Regions from separate parts of the Mus musculus genome. Here all the other regions are linked to region 3. A link is a contact called in public Hi-C, HiChIP or PLAC-seq and promoter capture Hi-C data. All regions are on one chromosome and are shown on one strand. Each heading gives the region's core, a stretch centred on a gene start, on an enhancer-like site or on the middle of the called end of the contact. The rest is flanking DNA. Distances are from core to core; before and after follow the strand shown.

Region 1 (2,803 bases), core at 31-2,530, 1.5 Mb before region 3:
CGGCTGTTCTGGGAGAAAAAGTTAGCTGCATCTATATGGAAATTGTTTCTATGATGTGGGGGTCAGCTTTTGTGGAAGAACATTAATATCCTATGTTCTTAATGTTAGAAGAAGAGGGCTGGAGAGATGGCTCAGAAGTTAAAAGCTCTTCTTACTCTTACAGCGGACCTGGGTTCAATTCCTAGCCGCCCCCCCCCCCCCCGTCCTACAAGCCACTCATAACCCCAGTTCCAGGGGAATCCATCAAATGTCACAGGTGCACATGCACACATCCAGGTAAAACATTCATACACACAATGTAAAAGAAAGAAAGAAAGAAAGAAAGAAAGAAAGAAAAAATGTAGTAGAGCCCAACAATAAAAACCAACAATGTTAGGAGCTCCATTCAAGCTGTAGAGACCTTCAGAAGTTTGGTTTCTGGTGGGGAAGGGTTATCCTGATCTTAGGGATGTCATCTTGGGTCTTTTTCATGGAGACTTCACTTGCCAAGTCATTTCCTCTCCCTGTACACTAAGCACTTTCAATTACAGACACTCTCTTTTGGCTCTGAGCTTGGATAAATGCTACCTTGTTAGCTAATAGTACCATTAATTATATTAATGATTAATAGCTAATTAGTCATAATGTGGTCATGCTTCTTCCAATGGAGCCTTCCTTTCTTGCAACAGTTCTGGGACTCTAGCGCACGCGCGCACACACACAGACCACACAGACACACGCACGCACGCACACACTTCCCTATTTCTGGCCACAGGATGAGCCCAGCAGTCCATCCTGTTTGCTTACCATACTGGCGGTCTCTAAATCCCCCTAGTTGTAATCAACTATCCCATTTGTCTGGTGGATGGCTACTTCTTACAAGTGTCGCCCCTTCTATTTCTGTCACTCACTGACTGCTCTCTACTAACAAGGTGGCCAGCAATTAGGGTTTTTTTCTTTTTGAACCGTATTCCATAAGTCAAAGATATCTACTTCCAAATCTCACTCTGACCCACTTTTCCACTTTCTCCCCCCTTTGCACTTTTACGTTTTCTTATTTCTTAGGATCTCAAACCCCCTGCCCACAGATACTTCGTCTTCTGCCTTCAGGCTTCCTTTTGAAAACCACGCCCCCACCCCCTTAAGCGTCGCGCATGCGCAGCCCACGACTTTACCTGGGCGCTCGGGAGTGGGCGGAGTGGGCAAGGGCCGGGGGTGGAGCAGGCAGCCGGCGGTTATCTGCTCGGCTGAGCGCTCACATTGTGGCAGGAGGGAGAAAAGGTGCGCCCAGGCCGAGCCGAGGGCCGCGCATGCGCGCCGACCCCCATAGCCGGGGATGGGGTGTGTAGGGGGGGGAGGTGTCGGGATCCCGACCGCGCGGGGGGGAGGGGGGGGCGCGTGCAGGGGCGTGCGCGCGCGCGCGCTCCCGCCGGCCTCCCTGCCCCCTTCGCGCACGACATCCCTACAGCACACCCCCTCCCCCGCCGCCCGCCCCGCGCGCCGCCCGCTCCGCGGCCCCGCTCGGCCTCGCGCGCTCGGAAGGGAGTCGCGAGACGTCGGAGCGGCGGCCACGTAGCGCTGCGGCGGCGGCGGCGGCGGCGGCCGAGGCCGGGTCTGAGGATCGGCCCAGAGCGCAGACGTTGGGCAGGGGGAGGGGCCGGCACGGCGGGCGGTGGGGACTGGAGCGACGCGGCGCGGCGCGGCGACAGGCCCCCGCCGCGGGGATGGGCCGCCGAAGCGGCGGTGGTGGCGGTGGCGGCGGCGGCGGCGGCCCGGGTGAGTAGGAGCCCCTTCCCCGCGCTCTCGCCTCCCGCCGCGGCGGCGCCCTGGCAGCCGCGTTTCCTCTGCGCCCGGCCGGGCTGGCGGAGCCGGAGGAGCCTGCGCCGAGGCAGCTGCGTGCGCTAGGCCGGAGCAGCCCCCATCCGGCGGGCAGGCCCCGGGCGCTGCGCGTCTGCCGCTCTCAGCTTGGCCCGGGGTGCCGGCTCCGTACCCCCGCCCCCTCTCCCCAGCTTAGCTGCAGTTTTGCAGCGAGTGGGTTCGCCTCGAGGCCTGACGGGGTGGCCGGGGTGCACGGGTTAGTAGGCTGAGGAGAGCATTCTCTTGCCCTGCAGCTGGTGGCTTGCACCCACTACCTCCCCCGCCGTGCGGTTGCGCCCAAACCTCCAGCCCTCGAGAGTATTGTGGCACCAGGAGATAACACGCATGTGATGTACACTCGCCACCCGCAGCACCACACTCAGCCCAGTGGGCGATGCAGACCTTTCTCCACCCTCACTTCGTCCACCCCTCCAATCAGGCTTTACTAAAGAGTCCCAGGTCGGAGACACCAAAGAGAGGGATACCCCTGTTACATCTCTATGAAACATGTTCGTTGTCGAGGGATGACTATTGTAGAAATGATAGATGTCTCTGCTTTGCCTCGAAGTCAGTCTTTAGGATTTAAGATCCTGTATGCTCCTCTTTGAAGCGGGCCGGTCTTTGATTACATCTAGCTCATCCCTCCCCCAACAACAACATCAGGAACACGCGCGAGCACACACACACACACACACACACACACACACACATATATGCACACGCACACTCGCACACTTCCTGATTGCGGAACGGCCCCTGTCATTGCGGATCCATTGTCAGAAGTGGCTTGTGCCAATCAAAGGAATGTGCCTTTGGAGGAAGATGTTTTTTTCACAACCAAGCTACAGGATGTCAATCAGTCTTTGGTTCCCCTCCTGGATCTTACCCATGTTTAAGCACCTTCATGGTGTTTCCCTTAATGGCTTTTCCAGCGCGCTCTCAGTATCACCTGAACGACGTTCTCCCC
Region 2 (2,700 bases), core at 33-2,532, 1.7 Mb after region 3:
ATAGAGAAACCCTGTCTCGAAAAATAAACAAACCAAACAAAACCAAAAACCTTCCTCGGGTGCTTATAAAGACTAATTAAGGTGATAGAGGTAAAATAACGAGCTCAGACCCACACACTTACGTTGGCTCTTCCCAGCTATTTGAAATGAGAGGTAACTGGCGATTGTGCTGTTGTGCTCCTACTTGTAGCTTTGTGTCTGTTTTATTTGGTATCAGACAATAAAAGATATATCCTATAGCCAGGTGTGGTGGCGCACACCTTTAATCTCAGCACTTGGGAGGCAGACCCAGACAGATCTCTTGAGTTTAAGGCCAGCCTAGTCTACGTAGTTCCAAGACAGCCAGAGCTACAAATAAAAAGTCTCAGAAAACAATAACAACCAAAACAAAACAAACCAAGAACAAAATCCCATAGACTTTACCATTACCTAGAATTGGGCTCTGGTCTTTAGAAGAACCCGAGTAACCTTGGAGCCTGACCTGCCTGCAAATGGCTGCTCTAGTTACATTTTTCATTAAATGCTCAGCTTGCCTTGCCGATAACTCTTTTCCTTGGGTCCCAGACCCTAGTGCTTGGCCATAAGAGATTTTCAAATTAAAGAGACATAATTTTACTCCCTATGATGTGTAGCTAGATGGATGTTAAGGCAGCACTTGGAATGTATGACCTTGAAATTATACGTTTGGTGTTGCACTTGTTTCTCACTGAGCAAGCGCAAGTCAACAAATAGTGAGATGATGTCAGTTTGCTTAGATAGGTCTAGAACTTGCCCCCCCGCCCCCCAAAAAAATACCCTGGTTCGAGTTATCAGCTCCTCCCCACAGAAAATTCTGTGACCTTATACATTCATTTGCTTCATGCCATACAGGACCGCCCCCCAAAAAGTAGGCCTTGTAGCCCTCTTAAAATCTAGCCCACCAGAATAATGAAAATAGGGATGTTTGGCAGATAAGATGAGCAAAGGTAGCCCAGTAGAATGAGGACGTTAGGCAACGGTGGGGAGGCTGGGTGGAGGACAAAGTAGAAATAAAAATACGGAAGTAGATGTGCGTAGAGGCAAAAAAAAAAAAAAAAAAAAAAAAACTACACTTCCCGCCAGGCTTTACGGCGTGACGCGCTCGTAAACGCGCGCCTTTCCTCCGAGGTCTCAAAAGTTAACGCCCTCCCGGGCGAGTGGGTGTGACTTCGTGGTGGTCGCTGAGACCTGGGGCTGTCCTATTGGCTGCCGGCCGTCACCGGCGAAGGCGTGGTGATGAGTGACAACTAATCAGAAGCCTGGCTGGACTTTGGCGGGAGACGAGAAGGCTGAAGTAGAGCGGCTTTGGCGCGAGTTGACTTTGCAGCTGCTGTAGAATTTGTGGCGGGAGAGTTTTTACGGTGGTGATCGAGACGCGAGGAGTGTGCACTGAGCGACACGGCCCTGAAGAGTGCAAAGCTCCGCGAGGTCTGGTGTCCAGAGAGGTGAGGCTGGTCCGAGCAAGGCCGGTGGAGAGCGGGAAATCGCCTGGGGTCTGAGGCTGGGTCAGGGAGGGGGTTGTGAGCTCTAGAAGCGGTTCGAGCACGCCGCGTTGGGAAGGAGAGAGCTGCTGGGAGGAAACGGTGTAGGGTGGGGTCGGGAGTTTGGTGGAGTGCTGGCTAGTTTTGAGCAGAGGACGCAGCTGCCCTTGCCCAGGACTTGGGAGAGCCTAAAGGTGACGGTCTGGAACCAAACCAGTGCTAAAGACGTCTCACATGTCTGCAGGGAAGGAGCTAAAGTATTATAGAAATAAATGGAGACAGACTTCTGGCATCATACAAGTGTAAGAACTTGGCTTCTGGTCCCAGGGTGCCCAGGGTGATAGCCGTGTGTTTCTGTGACTATCTCTTTAAGAGAGGGCTAATAGTGTCTACATTTGACGTATGGTAAGACTGTAGTGTGTAATATGTGTATAACGGAATGTTACACGTACTAGGCAGACAGACGTTACCCTTTATTACATAGATTTGCATGGGAAGCACAACTAAATGTTAAAAATGCTATGTTAACGTGATTTATGGAGTGCTGGTCCCCAATATAATTATTTATATTGCTCTGTGTGTTTTTCTCTTTGCTCTCCTGATTTTCCTTTGTATCCAGTTGTGTGGCCATCATGCCTCAAACCAGATCCCAGACACAAGCTACCATCGGTTTTCCGAAAAAGAAGCTATCTAATACCCTGAAGAAACCCAATTCCCGGGATTGTGAAGTAAAACTTAGAAACGTCCAGCCTGTACCCACCACTCCGTGTGTGGACGTAAAACTTCTGCCTCTCAGTCCCCGAAAACGTCTGGGTAAGCCCTCCGCTTTGTGAGTGCGACTTTGTGACTGAGCTCTCAGCCTTTCCTGCCTTGATGCTGAGGTGCCTGGCTCTTAAAACCAGAGCTGTATTTGCCTTCATAATGGCTGCCAAGTGTGTACCGAATTTCACGGTTGAGCCGTACACTAGAGATCATTTGCTAAGGAACCTAGGTTTGATCTTCATTTCCTTAGTTCTGTCCTTTACATTTCCCTTGAAGTTATAGTGTTATGGAACTCGCCTGCGTGCTTGTGAAATTAAGAGGAAACAAATAACCCGGGAGGTGGTGAGCTTGCTTTTAATCCCAGCACTCAGAAGGCAGAGGCAGGTGGGTCTCTTGAGTTTGGGGCCAACCTGGTCCACAGAGTGAGTTTCAGGCCAGC
Region 3 (2,700 bases), core at 7-2,506:
TACAAAAGTCAGTCACTTTTTCTTTTCTCAAATGTACTTCTTAAATCCGAAAGTATGAAAAACGGGGTTACATTTGTGATTTATCAGAGAATAGGCTCAATCTCAGAAATGAGCCTCAGCCTGAGATCCTTAAAGATGAGTTCTCTGAAAACCTAAGTCCAAACAGAACATTCGTGCACTTAGACCAGGAATGGGATAATAATGGGCAAGAAAAAGAAAAAAATTGTGGCAATGGGTCCAGAGGTGGTCGGGTGCCAGGCGTGGCCATGAGCACAGACCAAGGGAGCTGGGGAAGGGTAGGGCTCTGGGAAGTAGTTGCATACTGCCTCAAAACCAGGGGACAGGAAGGAGAGGCCGGCCGCAGCCAGTACAAGGCAGGCGGCAGGGCGCAGAGCTTCCACATGGCCCCTAGGCCCGGCTCCCCAACCCCCACCCTTGCTGAACACGCAGCGCCATGCAACCTAACTTCCCTTCCCTCCCTCTTTCTCCCTCCCGCAGCACCGCCGCCCTCAGGCCGCGTGGCGATTGGACGGCGATCACCCCGGCGCGCCTCGCTATTGGCCAGACGCGGGGCTCGGGGCGGGACACACCCACCGGCTTCCCGATGGCGGGGTTAGGTTGGGCCGGGCGGGGGGGTAGGGGGACGAGCTGGGGCGGGGTGGGTTCCTGAGGCCTGGGCCTCCAGGAGGGCGGGAAGGGCCGCACGCAGGGATGGGGACGCGGCGGGATGGGGCGCGGCGGGGCGGCACGCACCAGATTCTCCACGGCCGCACGCTCGAGGAACTTCTGCGCCGCTTCCAGCTCCAGCCGATCTGCCGGGAGAGATGGGGGGAGAGGCAGCGGGGTCAGAGGGGCCACCCCCTCCCCCACCCCGGTCACCTCGGCCCGACCCCCCGGCCCCGAGTCCTACCCGGAGACACGGTCTTCTCGAGGATGGTTATGAGCTCCATGGCGGAGGTGACGGCGGCGGGGACTCCTCGCAAGACGGCGGCCCGGCCTGTCGGGCGGCGGCTCCGACTGGGGATGGGGGTTGGGGGTCGGGTGGGAAGGGAGGGTGGGGTGGGGGGTGGGGGTCACCACAAGCCCATTCACCGGCTGCCTCTGGCCAGGCGCTCCGGCTCCCCTTCCTCCCCGCTCTCCTTCCTTCCTTCCGCCCTCCTAATGTGCTAGGCGGCAGCAGCTGCTCCTCTGGCGGCGGGGGAGGGACCCCGGGGGCAGCTCGGAGCGCGGCTGCTGCTCGGGCGGCGGAGGGAGAAAGGAAGGGCGGCAGTGAGTGAGTGAGAGGCGGATCGCAGGGAGGGAGAGAGATCGAGGGAGGGAGGCGGAGGGATATCCTTGCCGGACCTCTCCGCGGCGGCACCGCGCTGCCCAGCGATTGGCTACGGCCGGGGCCACGCGGAACCCCCGATTGGCCGGACGGCTAGCGTTGAAGGGCCGCCACGCGCCCATTGGCCTGCGGGCTTCAAGGTCCGGTTGGCTGGGCGGGCAGCGGGATGGGGCGTGCTTATTGGTCGAGGGGAGGGGCTCTGGGGTGGGGCAGGTAAGAGCGCGCCGCTGATTGGGCTGGCCCGGTAAAGGCCTTCGGGCTCAGCCCGGCTGTGCGCGGGGAGAAGGGTGGGCGGAAGGTAAAGGCTCCAGGCGCGTCGGATTGGCTGGGATCCTGGACGTTGATAGGACGGGGCGCCGGGAGAACTGAAGCGAGGAGTTCGGGGTCGCCGCCGCGCGGAAAGGCGGGAGGCGCCCAGGCTCTTAGGAGTCTGGCGCGGAGCACGACGGGACGCCTCCGGGGTGGGGCGGAGCTGCGCGCGAGTGGCTCGGACTGCGCGCTACGGAGAGCCGTCACTCGCCGCGGTGTACGGAAAGCGAGCCTTTCGCGGGCCTCGGAGGGGGCGGGGACGGGAACCGTTAAAGTCCTGCGCCGCGCCCACAGGAAGCTGCCTTCATGGTGAGGTCGGCTTGCTGCCGCGCTCTGTGCGGAACCGGACCATGAGAACCACGTGGTTCACCTTCCAACGTGCGGATTTGCAAACTGAAGCCCAGAGAGAGAGTGGAGCCTGTCCAAGGTCACACAGCCCATTCCAGACTCGAGCAGAGCTGGCTTCAGGCGCCCCTAATTGCCCTTGGAGACCCCGTCGGGGCCCTGGACTGTTAACAAAGTTTCGCGGAGGCGCGTCCTTAGACCACTTAGCAGTTCCCATAAAGCTTTGATGTCCAGACTTCGTTTACAAGATCTGTGTAGTATTATATAAAGAACGTGTGCATTGACGAGCTGTAGCGACACACCTGCCATCTCAGTATCCCGAAGCCTGAACTACAGTCTGAGATCTTGTTTCAAAAACAAAAAACAAATACAACAAACAAGATAAAAATACGTTGCATATAGTTGCTTAACATTCCCCTCCCCTCATTTGGATACCCAGCTGCAAGTCATGGGGGGATTAGGAGCATATGGGTCAAAATAGCATGTAAATTGTATTGTTTTTAAGGTGTAAAGAAATTGCCCTACACTAGCCACACTTTGGAAACTTGGGATTTAGTGTTCTCTGAAACACTTAAAGTCATAGCCTCGTGGGGTTTTTTAATTGTGTGTATTTTCTGCCTGTAATGTATGTTTCCAATGGCTTCATGTATAGATATGTTCTGAATACTTCCACATCTTATCCTGATTTTAAGAAAGATTTTTTTGTTTACTATGCAAGC
Region 4 (2,798 bases), core at 5-2,504, 1.8 Mb before region 3:
CTGTCCCAAGGCCTGGAAAGCAGTAGGGTGCCAGGAAGCAGCTCTCAATTAGGCTGCAACCCTGTTACCTCATGACCCACAGGGTCACTGGGTTGATCTCTCAGAGCTAGGTGTGTGCTTGATATGTGTATGCAAGAGGCAGTCTGCTTTTGCTTTTGAGAGCTTGATTCAGTAATAAAATATTTTCTTTTAAGTTTAAGGTAATCGAAGAATGTAACACAAAGATGACTGTTTTCTTCCAGGGCCAAGATGCTCTGAGACAATTCTACCCAACTCCAGAATCACTTTTGGTCCATGGGAGCTAAGACATGAGACAGACTGGGGACCCGGATGGCTTAGCCAAGGAATTGTCACAGAATCAGCTTCCTCTCCATTGGGTCTCTCTCTCTCTCTCTCTCTCTCTCTCTCTCTCTCTCTCTCTCTCTCACACACACACACACACACACACACACCCCTTCTGCCTTTCCCAGAAAGAACAGCTCTTTGGTTATTGTTGTCAAATGCTAATTTATTTAGTTTTCAAGACGCGGTATCACCTTGTAATTCTAGCTGACTGTGAACTCAGTAAGTAGACCAAGCTGGCCTTAAATTCACAGAGCTTCTCCTGCCTCTGCCTCCCGAGTTCTGGGGTTAAAGGTGTGCCTCACAGTACTCTAGCAAAGTACCTTATAAATGTTAGCATTTGCAGGCTAGGCTTATTGGACATGGATCTCTATGAATTTAAGGCCAGCCTGTCAACAAAGAGAGTGCTAGGTCAACCAATCCTATAGAGCAAGACCCTATTTCAAAAAATAAAACAAACTAAAACACATGTTAAAAGTTCTTTAAAAAGTATTTTAGCTGAGAGTTGCCTAAAAAAGAAAGTAAGAGCTAAGTCATCGGTAATCCACAAACTGCACAACTAGGTTTCAGTTGCGAAATGCCTGTTGCTGCTCCACCCACCCGGTCCCTGGATCTCAGCTTCCTTCCTCCATTCTGGCCTCGCACCTCAGCGCGAACTTCTGCGCGCTGCACGCGACCCCCTCCGAGTTCCCGCCTCTTTCCACTCTGGCTCCGCCTTCCGCCCAAATTCCCGGGCCCTGGCACCACCTCGCGACGCTTGCGCACTAGGGAAGGTAGGCGGAGTCTTAAAAGAGGAGGAGCTGGAGAGTCTTGAGCGGGACGGGGTGGGGCGGGGCAGGACGGGGCGGGGCGAGGCGGGGTGGGGCGGGGCGGGAAGCTGGGGGGAGGAGGCCGCGCGGGGTGGGGCCCGGCGGGTACGCGCTCGCTGCGTCGACGTGCTGACGACAGGACGCCCAGGCCGGTGTGTGTCGGTGTGTATGTGTGTGTGTGTGTGTGTGTATGTGTGTGTGTGTGTGTGTGTGTGGTGTGTGTGTGTGTGGTGTGTGTGTGTGTGTGGTGTGTGTGTGTGTATGTGTGTATGTGTGTGTGTGTATGTGTGTGTATGTGTTTGTATGTGTGTGCGCGCTCCAAGAGTGTATTTGTGTATCGGCGGTCCCGCAGGTCCCGGATGTTGCGGGCAGTATGAGGCGAGCGCAGGGGGACAGGGACCAGCAGCTGTCGCCGCCGTTCTCAGGTGAGTGTGTGTATGTGTGTGTCAAGAGTCGAAGAAGGGGTTGGCCTGTTGGGGTGCGGGGTTTTTCCTTGAGAAGTGACTAAACCCTCCCCCACAACACACACTTTTCCTAATGTACTATTCTCTGCCCCATTTCCTATGTTGGTTTCCTGGCCCGAGGAAGCCAGAGCCTAGTCAGCCGTCCGTTCTTCCTACCTCAAGCATTCTGGAAACACAAACGCGCCCCCTGCCTCCTGCCTCCCTCACCATCATATCCCCAACCCCATCCCCCTTGCCAAATAGTGAGCTGTCGCCTGCGGCGAGATGGGGAACTGCGCATGCTCGAATGTGAAGGAGCTCCGGGTGCCTGGTCGCTGCTTCAGGACGCATGCGCATTGCTGTTTTGCAGGGACCTGCGGGATAAAGAGCCCCTTGACCACGAGCCCGCCTTCTTCGCTAGACTTGCCACCCAATAGTGAGCTTGTCGCTCCGATCCGAGAGGGAGAATTTAAATTATGCGAGGGATTTAAGGACAAAGCACTATTTGCATCTGGTGTTGCCCTAGAGACTCCCAGGCTACCAACGCCTCCTAGAGCCAACGTGTCCCACGCTGACCCTTCTTTTTGAAACTTAACTGCTACTTCTACTTCTAGTATTACTTCCCTTTCCACCACTCCCGTCGTCATGCTGAAACCTTACTACAAACTTCCCCTAAGTTTAGGAGTAAGTCCAACTCGTTATTCTGGCAGGGGATTTTGATAGTCTTGTTAAAAAGGATTTGTTAAAAGGTCCATTAAAAAAGAAACTAAGGTGGGAATTTCTCTTTAGTAAAATTCTGAGTTGCCTTTACAGAGTAGCTAAGGAAGGGATAAGTGCCACACACAGACTTGAGGTAACAACAAAACAGAAATCAAGCTGTCAATCAGTAGCTTCATTTCAGCCCTTTTACTTAGTGGGACCTTTTTGGTTCATTGTGTGTGTGTGTGTAAGTTCTTCCATAGCGTTTCAGTTTAGTTATACATTTAGTTGTACAGTTTAGTTGTACATTCTGTGACAATATGGAAACAGGGGTAATCAGAAACAATTGAACAACTTGTCCAGAAGTATTAGTTTCAAATAATTTGAGCACTAATTCTTTCATATTGGCAAGTTCCAAAAAATTAAAATGAGGAACTTTACAAAAATATTCCAGTGACTTAGGTCCCAGAGTTTTAGCTGACAGACTGCAGTTGGTTCTTTAGTT
Region 5 (2,700 bases), core at 121-2,620, 1.9 Mb before region 3:
AATCTTTTAAAAAAATACTACCTGTCAACTCTGGTCATTGCAAGAGACATTAATGTAAATATTTAACTTGGAAAGCTTCCATGAAGAGTGATCTCTGCAGAAATATGAATACCAACCGTCTATCCATCCAAATATTTCATTCAAAAATCTGACCACAAGTAAATAGAGGCACAGAATGTCACTAAAAGGCAAACTTTAGGGTCATCTCAGCCAAAGACCCTGACACCCGTCCATGACCTATCAATTCTGCCTGGCTTAACCCTGAAAATCAGCTCTTTACTTATTTCCCACGTTAACGGCTTTCTTACAGTGTATACAATTTCAAGCAGAGACTGTATGAACTATGGTTCTTTGTGTTCTTCTCTCAACAGCGATAACCCTTTAAGCCAGTGATCACGCATACTTTTCGAATTCCTAGCAACTAGCACGTAACACTGCTCTTTGCATTTTACGACTGAACATATGGGGCAAATGTCATACAGTTCAACAAACATTTACTGACCAGGAAATGTCAAACTGAACAAATAGGTGGAAGACGGTGACTGAGACGCAACAGGCCTGCGAGCTATCCCTTGGGGGTGGGCGCTGGCTTTCTAACCACCCATCCTCGGCTTTGTTGTAATCCCCCCACCAGGAAAGGAAAGTGGTCTTCCCAACTCGCCTTTACAACACCTATCGCCATCTCTATCCGGAAGGGCGGGGCGTTGGTCGCCCCAATCCAGGCCTTGCTAAGCCGCACCCGCCACAAGAACAGACTGCAAAGCTGGGCCAATAAAGAGAAGGGAGAGCATTCGCCACAGCCAGTCGGAGAGCACCGGGGCCAGACCGAGACACCGCCCACGCACGCGGGGAGGTGACCGTTGGGCCCAAACAGGCGGCGTCACCATCCAATCAATACGCTTCTAGACATTTCCGCGACCAATTAACAAGAACGCCTCCGATCCGGGCAAGCAGAGGGCGGGAATAGTTACAGGCATAGGCCGAGGCCAGGGTCGGGCCCACATTTTTCTGTCTGGTACCGAGAGGAGACAGAGTAGCTAGGCTAGGTTCGGGGGACCAGAAAGTTGGAACCCAAGCACGACGAGGCGTGGCCAACCGCGTCACGTTACTCAATCGACTCCCCTTAGAAACCCGCCATCCCTTCTCTGCCATTTCTCACCTTCCTTCGCGGCATTGCCGGCGGCTGCAGCCCGACGGTTCCGATTCGGGCGGCGGCAGCACCAGCAGGAACGGGGGCTCCGGCGGGCTCCGTGGCGGCCTCTGTAGCTGTCCCAAACCCTGCGGACGATCCCAAGTGCCTCCTACCTCTCAGCGTCTAGAGCCTTCTGCGCAAGCGCCGCGGGCTGGAAGCGCCTATTCCTTAACTTCCGGCTGAGGCTTGCGTCACCTGACCTTTAGGCCAGTGAGGATCATGGGAAGCTCGAAACTCTTAGTGAGGCCAGTCAGCGCCATTTTGGAATTGGGCAGGAGACGGCACCAGTGGTGAAACCTTCGGCTAGACCTTTTTAGTTAGGTAGGCGGCATTCGTGTGGGATTAGGTAGCCATGATTGTTTGGGGCAGAAGTCTGGCAGTTGAAGGTAACCGTTTTCATCTTTACATTGGGCAAACTCTTCCTTCCTCGTCGTTTTAATTTGTGGCGTGGAGGGAGGAAAACCCCAGAATCCATCAGGTTGTCGATCTTTAACTCTTTCATTTCCTAGTCGGCCGAAGGACGTTTCCGTTCATTCTGTAAACTCCGAACTGGCAAGAGATATTTTGCCCAAGGAACTGCTGTAAGAGCTATTCCGTGTTCCGGAGTGGTGTGAATGGGGCTTGAATAAAGGATTGACAGGGTCGTTGTCGGTCTTGAAGTGGGGTAGAGTGTTCTCTTTATGCCTTGTCCTTGCGTTAAGAGAACAAGAAGTAAGTTATGAGATGATGCAGAGCCATTCTCAGGATGCCGGAGCGCCAAAGAATTTCCAGTTTATCTCTGTTGTGAAACGCCCCCGGCTTATCAGTGCTCTGCTTTGGTTTGAGATCTTTGGGTGGCCCGGAGAGGGGCGGAGGACGTGGTTTGAATGTGAGGGTGCTGTACCAAAAGTCGGAGAAGTGTTGAACCTCATTCAGCCCGTGTGACCTCTGTAGCACAAATGCAAGAGCCAAGAACTGAGTGGAGAGAGAAATAGTATTTTGAAAGACACTAGAAAGGGAGTGGGTATTCAAGTAATAATAAAAGGCCATAAGAAGAAGAAATTAAGACTAGAAGAAAGAGCTATACGAAAAGTCTGGAACCAGGTGGGGGGGTGGGGGTGGGGGTGCATGCTTTTTGAAGCAGGCAGATCCAAATCATGAGCTTACGGCCAGCCTGGTCTACATGGCCAGTTCCAGGCTAGATCCTGTCTCGAAAAAGAAAAGTCTGGAAAGTGGTTTGTAGGCCTTGAAGTTTTAGCCTCAGAGGACTTGAAAGAACCAAGGTGAACCAAGAGTGACTTGCTGGAATCAAAGCAACCTCAGTAATTACCAAGATAGAATTCTGGTTCCAGATTTGTGTGTGTGTGTGTGTGTGAGCTGAGCACGCACTCATGACCAGGTGAGTGCTCAGAGGACAACTTTGGGGAATAGATTCCTAACTTCCACCTTTGTGGTGTCTCTGGGATCAAACTCGGGTCATCCAGCTTGCTGAAAGAGCAAGTGCTTTTATCCCCTGAACCCCCACAGGC
Region 6 (2,700 bases), core at 180-2,679, 1.7 Mb after region 3:
TTTGTGGATGGATCTGGACGGGACAGATCGGGGCGGGGCGGCAAGAGAGGGGCTGGGCGGGTGGTTCGCCCCGGCGGAAATCCAGACGGGAGCGGGAGACTGCGCTAGCCCAGCGGGGCGGCAAGGGTCTGGGGAAGCGCTGCACCGCTTTGCGGAGTTTTCCCTTGCGTCCGACCTCTGGACAGAGTGTCCCACGGACCTGAGCTGTGCTACCTACCTTCCAAGGCCGCCAGAGCAAAGCCACAGAGAGACAAGCAGATATTCTAGTTCTAGGCCCGGTTCAGACACCCATGCAACCGTGGACAAAATCCCATATGGGCCTCGGACCTCCTGTTCTTAGTCTGAAAATCCGGACATCGGATTAGACTGAGCGTCCCCAGGGTGGAGGCCTGGGTGTGTGGCACTTCCCTTGCCAGTGGGATGTCCTGTGGGGGGCAGTTGCCACTTCTCTGCCCGGGAACTCGGGTGAGGTAGGCACTGCATAGTGGACTCACCCTCCTCCAGTGCAGTGTTAGAGGTGGAAACCTTAACCTCCGGCTGGCCCGGAGGGGGCTTGTGACAGTTGGGAATTGAGGTCTGGAGATGGAGTGTGGTTCAGATCCTGTCCTCCTGGAACATGTATGAACTGCCCTCGGCCCTCAAGTGGGTCTTCTAGAATGGAGAGCGACTCCAGGCCGTCCAAAGAGCTGGCTTGGGGTGACCATATTTCTAGCTACTCGAAGGGATTCAGTTGAGCTAGAAATTTCCTCTAACCTACTCAAGCCGGAGAGGTGTTTGGGAAAGAAGGATGTTCTATGGAGAAGACGGTCTTCCCTTTGTACTTCGGCTTTACAGATGAGAAATACTAAGGTCCAGAGGAGCCAAGTGTTTTGCTCAAGGTCAGATAGCTTTCAGTTTCAGCTGGCCCCGGAGGATTGTGATTAGGAGAGACAGAGACTTGACAGCTGGGGCAGGAGTCAGTGCGTTCTCCATATTACACCACCTCCTTTCTTCCCAGGTTTGGTAGGTGTGTGTGATGTGTGTGTGTCTCTGTGAGTGTGGGCGTGTAGCGGGGTGGGGGGTGGGGAAAGGGAGTGTGTGTAGGATCCCGCACCCTGAGGTTCGTTCACCGCCGAGTCGTAATTTATTCTTTTCTCTGAACTTCACACCGCCCCCCCCCCCACACACACACACCCCGAATCTCTTTCTGGCGTGTTGAGGGAGGGATTCTCCCAGATTCCCACGGTCCGGCCACTAGCTGGAAGCGTCTCCTTTAAGACTCGCCCTTCCCTGGGTCTATTAAGGAGAGAGGGGCGGGTGTGAGCATGAGGACCCGCCCCCGGTTAGTGATTGGCCCGTGGCATGCAGGGGCGGGCCTGCGGCAGGGGGGCCTCCCTCCCACCCCAGCTCCATACCCTCCGCCCCCCCCAGTCTAGGGCTCCGGGTAAAGTTTCAGCCTCTGCACGTGACTCGCCATGGCCGCTGCCGTCGCCCCGCGCCCCTGAGCTGCGGCCCCCCGGACGGCTCCTCTCGGAGGACCCCACACCCCTGACGCCGGGCAGCGCCGCGGCGCCTGCTTGGGGCAGACCCTGTGCCCGCAGACACGCAGACGGGTTGCATCCCCTCGCTTCGAGGTAACCTCTCCCCTGGAACCCTGGGGAACCCTCGATTCTCTCACACTTCGGGGCCCGGTGGCCCACTCTGGATGGGAACTGCGGGCGGGGACTGGGTGCCCGGCAGTTTCGACGGGGACCTGGGGTTTCCTGGACTTCCCAGCCTGCCGCTGGCGTGTCCGGGGTTGGGGAGCCCCGTCTGCGCCGCGTCTTCGCGCGCACAGCCTTGAGGCTTCTGCGGCCGCCTGCCGCGCGTGTCCTCGGCGCTCCAGTCGTGGCGGATCTACTGCTGGGAACTCTCTTTTCTCTTCAAACCCAAACCAAACAAAAAGACTTCTTGAAACCTGTTTGGGGAGAGATCAGATGCCCAACGGACTAGCCCCCTCCTACTCTTTCTCCTGTTACCTGAGCCGCCCTGTGGTTTGGGGAGAATCAGCCAGGGGCCCACCCCCACCAGAGGGAACTGGCTGGGGGGGCGGGGCCCGCTCAGCTGGTGTCTCGGTTGGAGTGTGGGGGAGCCGTCAGAATTGGGTGCGGGAGCCAGAGCAGTTGGGTGAGACGCGCCTGAGTTTTGTGTTACTTGGGGCTTGTGGAAGCCTTTTGGGGTGAGGGAAGGACAGAATAGACTGGCCGACCTTGCTTCGCTGAGGATGTCTGGGATTTAGTGCCACCCACGAGGCTTGGAAGCTGCTAGCCAGATGTGTGTATGTTGAGGGGTGGTTGGCAGATCAGTTTAACTGTGTCTCCTTTTCTCTCTGGGCACTGCCCTGCTGTCTTACTGTTCGTGGGAAAGGGGGACAGATTCCCCAGTGTGCAAGGCTGGGGGTGGGGGCTAGCTCATATGGAAATAATTTAAAAAGCAACAACAACAACAACAAACTGAGTCTTGGGAAGTTTCTTGCCCTGCCCCTCCACTATTCATCCCGTCTTGGATAGGATGCCCAGCATGCTGGCATGGAAGGGATGGTACCCCTTGCTCCTTACCTGATGCCAGCTCCCGATGTTGCAGCCAGATGGCTACCTTCTACCTGTGGACCGTGTGCACATGTATGTGTGGATGTTTTCCAACAGAATTGCTACCCTTTGCTCTCAGTTCTGCCCTTGATCA
Region 7 (2,755 bases), core at 88-2,587, 1.6 Mb after region 3:
GCGACAAGCGTTGCTCCGGCAACTTGAGGGGCGGAGCTCATTATGTAACGAGGCCGGGAGGCAATGACCAATGAGATGGCGGCCACGGCTTCTACTGAATGAAAACAAATGCAGCACGTGGGCCCGGCTCTGCAGCCATGTGAGCCCTCCCCAGGCTAAGTCGCTGTGGGTGCCCTGCCTGGAGATGAGTCCCAAGCACCCGACTCCTCAAATGAAGCTCCCCACTGCCGCTGAGGATTCCCCTGTGAACTCTGACCCAGTCACGCAAACCCACCAGCCCGGATCGCCCCACTTCCCAAGACTACCTGGAAGTAGGCTAGAACTGTAGAAAAGGGAAAAGAGACAGGCATACTATAGCTGCAAGGAGTGGGCAAATGGGGACGTGTCCAGAGACTGCTTCAAAATGCTGAGTCTCCCTAAACTCTTCCACTCGCCACTGGTATCCACCCTCCATTTCATCCGTTCTCGGACTGAGGGGAACTCAGGGGGTGCTAGTGATGCGTTTTAGGCACATTCCCAGCCGTAATAACCCTCTTTAGAAATCTTACCTAGTGGCTTTCATCTTAGCACAGTAACAAACACCAGCCAGAGGGAATCCCCAATCCCTTACAAAGTTCCTCTCATAAGCCTTGGATGGAAATGGAGACAGTGACAGAGCAAAGATAAGAATCTCAGTACCTGTGTTGTTATTGGAGTCCAGGGTCGTCATGTCTTCACCAGCTGAAAGCGGTCATTCAAACTGGACCTTGACACAAACTGGAGGTTGTGATGGCCTCTCTCGCCCCCTGGGCAATGGCTGAGGGAGACGAGTGAGCCCCGCAGTTCGCAATCAGGATTCCAGGCACTGAGCAGTAAGGTCTTGGGGTGGCTATACTGCAGCCCTCCAGAAGGGTAGGACGCTGAGGCACCTGAGATCTGATTTGCATGGGAAGAGCAGAGAGTGTGTGTGTGAAGAATCAGCCTGCAGCAGTTCTGGCTATAAGGTAGCAAGGAGAGTCGGGTCTCTGCAGTGCACCGGATGCCACTCCTGAAGGCTCCGCAGTGAAGCAGGGTAATGAATCTGGAGCTCCGGGTGCAAAAGTCCCAAAGGAAGAGAAGCTGCAACCAGGAAGTAAGTAGGTGATGGAGAAATGAGGCACCAGGACGCAAAGAGAGACGTGTGCCCTGCTACGTTTCCTCAGCAGTAATATTTCACTCTGCCAATCTCAACCGCCTTTTGCCCGAGCCTTTCCCTGGGACAGAGGGCTCTGCGCAGGCGCCAGCAGCCCAGGGTTCCCGGGCCGCACGCGGCACTGGAGCAGGTACCATGTGATTCCAGGGAGCGCCTCGTGCCCCAGTGACACACTTTTCCAGCAGCCGGCACGTTGAGATCTGTGCGCCTGCGCACCGCCAGGATTGTTGGGATTTGTAGTCTACTGACAATGTAGGTGGAGTGTGCCTATTCCTTTTCTGCTTTGCAAAAGTGCTTGCTGGCAGCGGGGAGGAGCTGAAAGTGGACTGGGGTGGGGTTTTCTGAAGAGTCAGGGTGGCGTGTTTGGAAAGCCTTGTATGGCAAGGGCATGTGAATTCCTGGGGAGGGCCTGGCAAGCTTTACTGCTCCGTGGAAGATCAAAGCTAAAAGGCCCTTTCTGCAAACCTAGCAAACGTGAGAGCTTCACGTGATTGGAGAACTGACCTCACCCTGAGGTTAGTGGTGACTAGGGGGAGAAAGACAAGCTGGGAGGAGAGATTTCCCTTAAATCAAGAACTTAAGCATCTTTTGCTATGGTGACAAGGTGGGCGACAAGCAGTGTAAATAAAACCCCTTTCTCTTCTTCACCCTAACCCCAGCCCCCACGGGTAGGACTGGCATAGCACGGGGATATCCCTAGGGACTCCCTGTTTGCTTATATGACACCACACTGCCCACTCAAGTGACTTTGGGGTGAGTCATTTCCCTTTGTCTGGGAAATAAAAAGGAGAACAAAGGGAAAGTGCTCTGAGGTCCTCATAGAGAGAGGGGGGTCTGCTCTCTGCAGGGCTTCATGATAGCAGAAGAAGCCCACAGTTTAGGGAGAACATGAGGATCATTTAACTCCCACCCCTCAACTCCCCGAATTGGCAGGGTGTAGTGGCTCGTGCCTGCAATCACCGTCCTTGAGAGGCTGAGGTAGGAGGACTGTCGTGAATTTGAAGCTGACTTGAGCTGCAAAGCAAGCTCCTACTAAGCGAGGAGGGAGTGAGGATCTTCCCTCCTCTTACTGAAGAAGAAAAGGGACCGCCATCTCAGGGACTGGCTCAAGGTCAGGCATTCACTGCTTATTTCTTGTGACCGTCCCGTCCCTGAGATGGCGGATAAATGAGCACATGAAGCACTTAGCATCTCTCTCAGAGCAGCAGTCATCTCAGGAGTGAGAAACACAGAGGCCTGGGGGAAGGGGTCTGTTCTCTGGGGCTTGGGTTGTAAAGAGAGATGGACACGTATCTTCAAGCAGTCGAGTAAGCCCCAGCCACCCTGCTCCTATCTCCAAGTCCTCTGTAATCTCTACACTTGGGGATGGAGGGGGGGTGCTTTTTTTTTTTTTTTTTTAACCTTAAGTCTTTCTCTACTTGCACTTAGGAAGCTCCAGAGAGTTCTGGGAATCCTGGGAAGCAAGCTACCTTGGAGTCAGAGAAAAGCATACGGGGAAACTGAGCCAGGAGGACCACTTTGAGCTCAGTGATTTGAGACTTAAACAACATGAGACCCTCAAAGCTGGAATTAGGGGTACCAAGG

Evidence for each region. Promoter capture Hi-C pulls out the DNA fragments that hold promoters and counts their contacts. A called contact is a pair of places that touch in the nucleus more often than the background predicts. HiChIP or PLAC-seq counts read pairs in DNA pulled down with a chosen protein or histone mark.
Region 1: a Hi-C map of B cells shows a contact between it and region 3, with 5 read pairs. The contact joins the promoter of Zfp652os here to the promoter of Kpnb1 in region 3. A contact is called at or near these places in 2 of 39 promoter capture datasets (liver and pre-B cells) and 1 of 484 Hi-C or Micro-C datasets (B cells).
Region 2: a contact with region 3 is called in a Hi-C map of B cells, with 6 read pairs. The contact joins the promoter of Cdc6 here to the promoter of Kpnb1 in region 3. A contact is called at or near these places in 1 of 39 promoter capture datasets (liver) and 1 of 484 Hi-C or Micro-C datasets (B cells).
Region 4: a promoter capture Hi-C map of hippocampal neurons shows a contact between it and region 3, with 3 times the contacts expected there. The contact joins the promoter of Spop here to the promoter of Kpnb1 in region 3.
Region 5: a contact with region 3 is called in a Hi-C map of CD8 T cells, with 10 times the contacts expected there. The contact joins the promoter of Kat7 here to the promoter of Kpnb1 in region 3. A contact is called at or near these places in 1 of 39 promoter capture datasets (liver), 1 of 484 Hi-C or Micro-C datasets (CD8 T cells) and 1 of 115 datasets of contacts at active chromatin or transcription factors (pancreatic cancer cells).
Region 6: an HNF4G HiChIP or PLAC-seq map of pancreatic cancer cells shows a contact between it and region 3. The contact joins the promoter of Rara here to the promoter of Kpnb1 in region 3. A contact is called at or near these places in 2 of 39 promoter capture datasets (liver and pre-B cells), 1 of 484 Hi-C or Micro-C datasets (B cells) and 1 of 115 datasets of contacts at active chromatin or transcription factors (pancreatic cancer cells).
Region 7: a contact with region 3 is called in a promoter capture Hi-C map of the C10 cell line, with 6 times the contacts expected there. The contact joins the promoter of Nr1d1 here to the promoter of Kpnb1 in region 3. A contact is called at or near these places in 1 of 39 promoter capture datasets (the C10 cell line) and 1 of 484 Hi-C or Micro-C datasets (B cells).

What each region holds. Positions count from the first base shown.
Region 1 is chr11:95,711,474-95,714,276 of GRCm38.p6, forward strand. Zfp652os (zinc finger protein 652, opposite strand) reads right to left here and starts at 1,281. Exons shown (of 2, transcript NR_045780.1): 1 at 1,155-1,281.
Region 2 is chr11:98,906,519-98,909,218 of GRCm38.p6, forward strand. It overlaps Cdc6 (cell division cycle 6), which reads left to right and starts at 1,283. Exons shown (of 12, transcript NM_001025779.2): 1 at 1,283-1,463; 2 at 2,119-2,312. The coding sequence starts at 2,132. RefSeq lists an enhancer at 1-123.
Region 3 is chr11:97,186,636-97,189,335 of GRCm38.p6, forward strand. It overlaps Kpnb1 (karyopherin (importin) beta 1), which reads right to left and starts at 1,257. Exons shown (of 22, transcript NM_008379.3): 1 at 911-1,257; 2 at 754-812. The coding sequence starts at 950.
Region 4 is chr11:95,412,829-95,415,626 of GRCm38.p6, forward strand. It overlaps Spop (speckle-type BTB/POZ protein), which reads left to right and starts at 1,255. Exons shown (of 10, transcript NM_001359107.1): 1 at 1,255-1,576.
Region 5 is chr11:95,308,876-95,311,575 of GRCm38.p6, forward strand. It overlaps Kat7 (K(lysine) acetyltransferase 7), which reads right to left and starts at 1,371. Exons shown (of 15, transcript NM_001195003.1): 1 at 1,160-1,371. The coding sequence starts at 1,174. Gm11520 (predicted gene 11520) reads left to right here and starts at 1,541. Exons shown (of 3, transcript NR_155298.1): 1 at 1,541-1,578.
Region 6 is chr11:98,936,267-98,938,966 of GRCm38.p6, forward strand. Rara (retinoic acid receptor, alpha) reads left to right here and starts at 1,430. Exons shown (of 9, transcript NM_009024.2): 1 at 1,430-1,613. It overlaps Gm46294, which reads right to left. Exons shown (of 3, transcript XR_003949771.1): 2 at 1,658-1,936; 3 at 997-1,275.
Region 7 is chr11:98,774,040-98,776,794 of GRCm38.p6, forward strand. It overlaps Nr1d1 (nuclear receptor subfamily 1, group D, member 1), which reads right to left and starts at 1,338. Exons shown (of 8, transcript NM_145434.4): 1 at 679-1,338. The coding sequence starts at 709. It overlaps Gm31862 (a long non-coding RNA gene), which reads left to right and starts at 1,372. Exons shown (of 4, transcript XR_880204.3): 1 at 1,372-1,775; 2 at 2,600-2,755.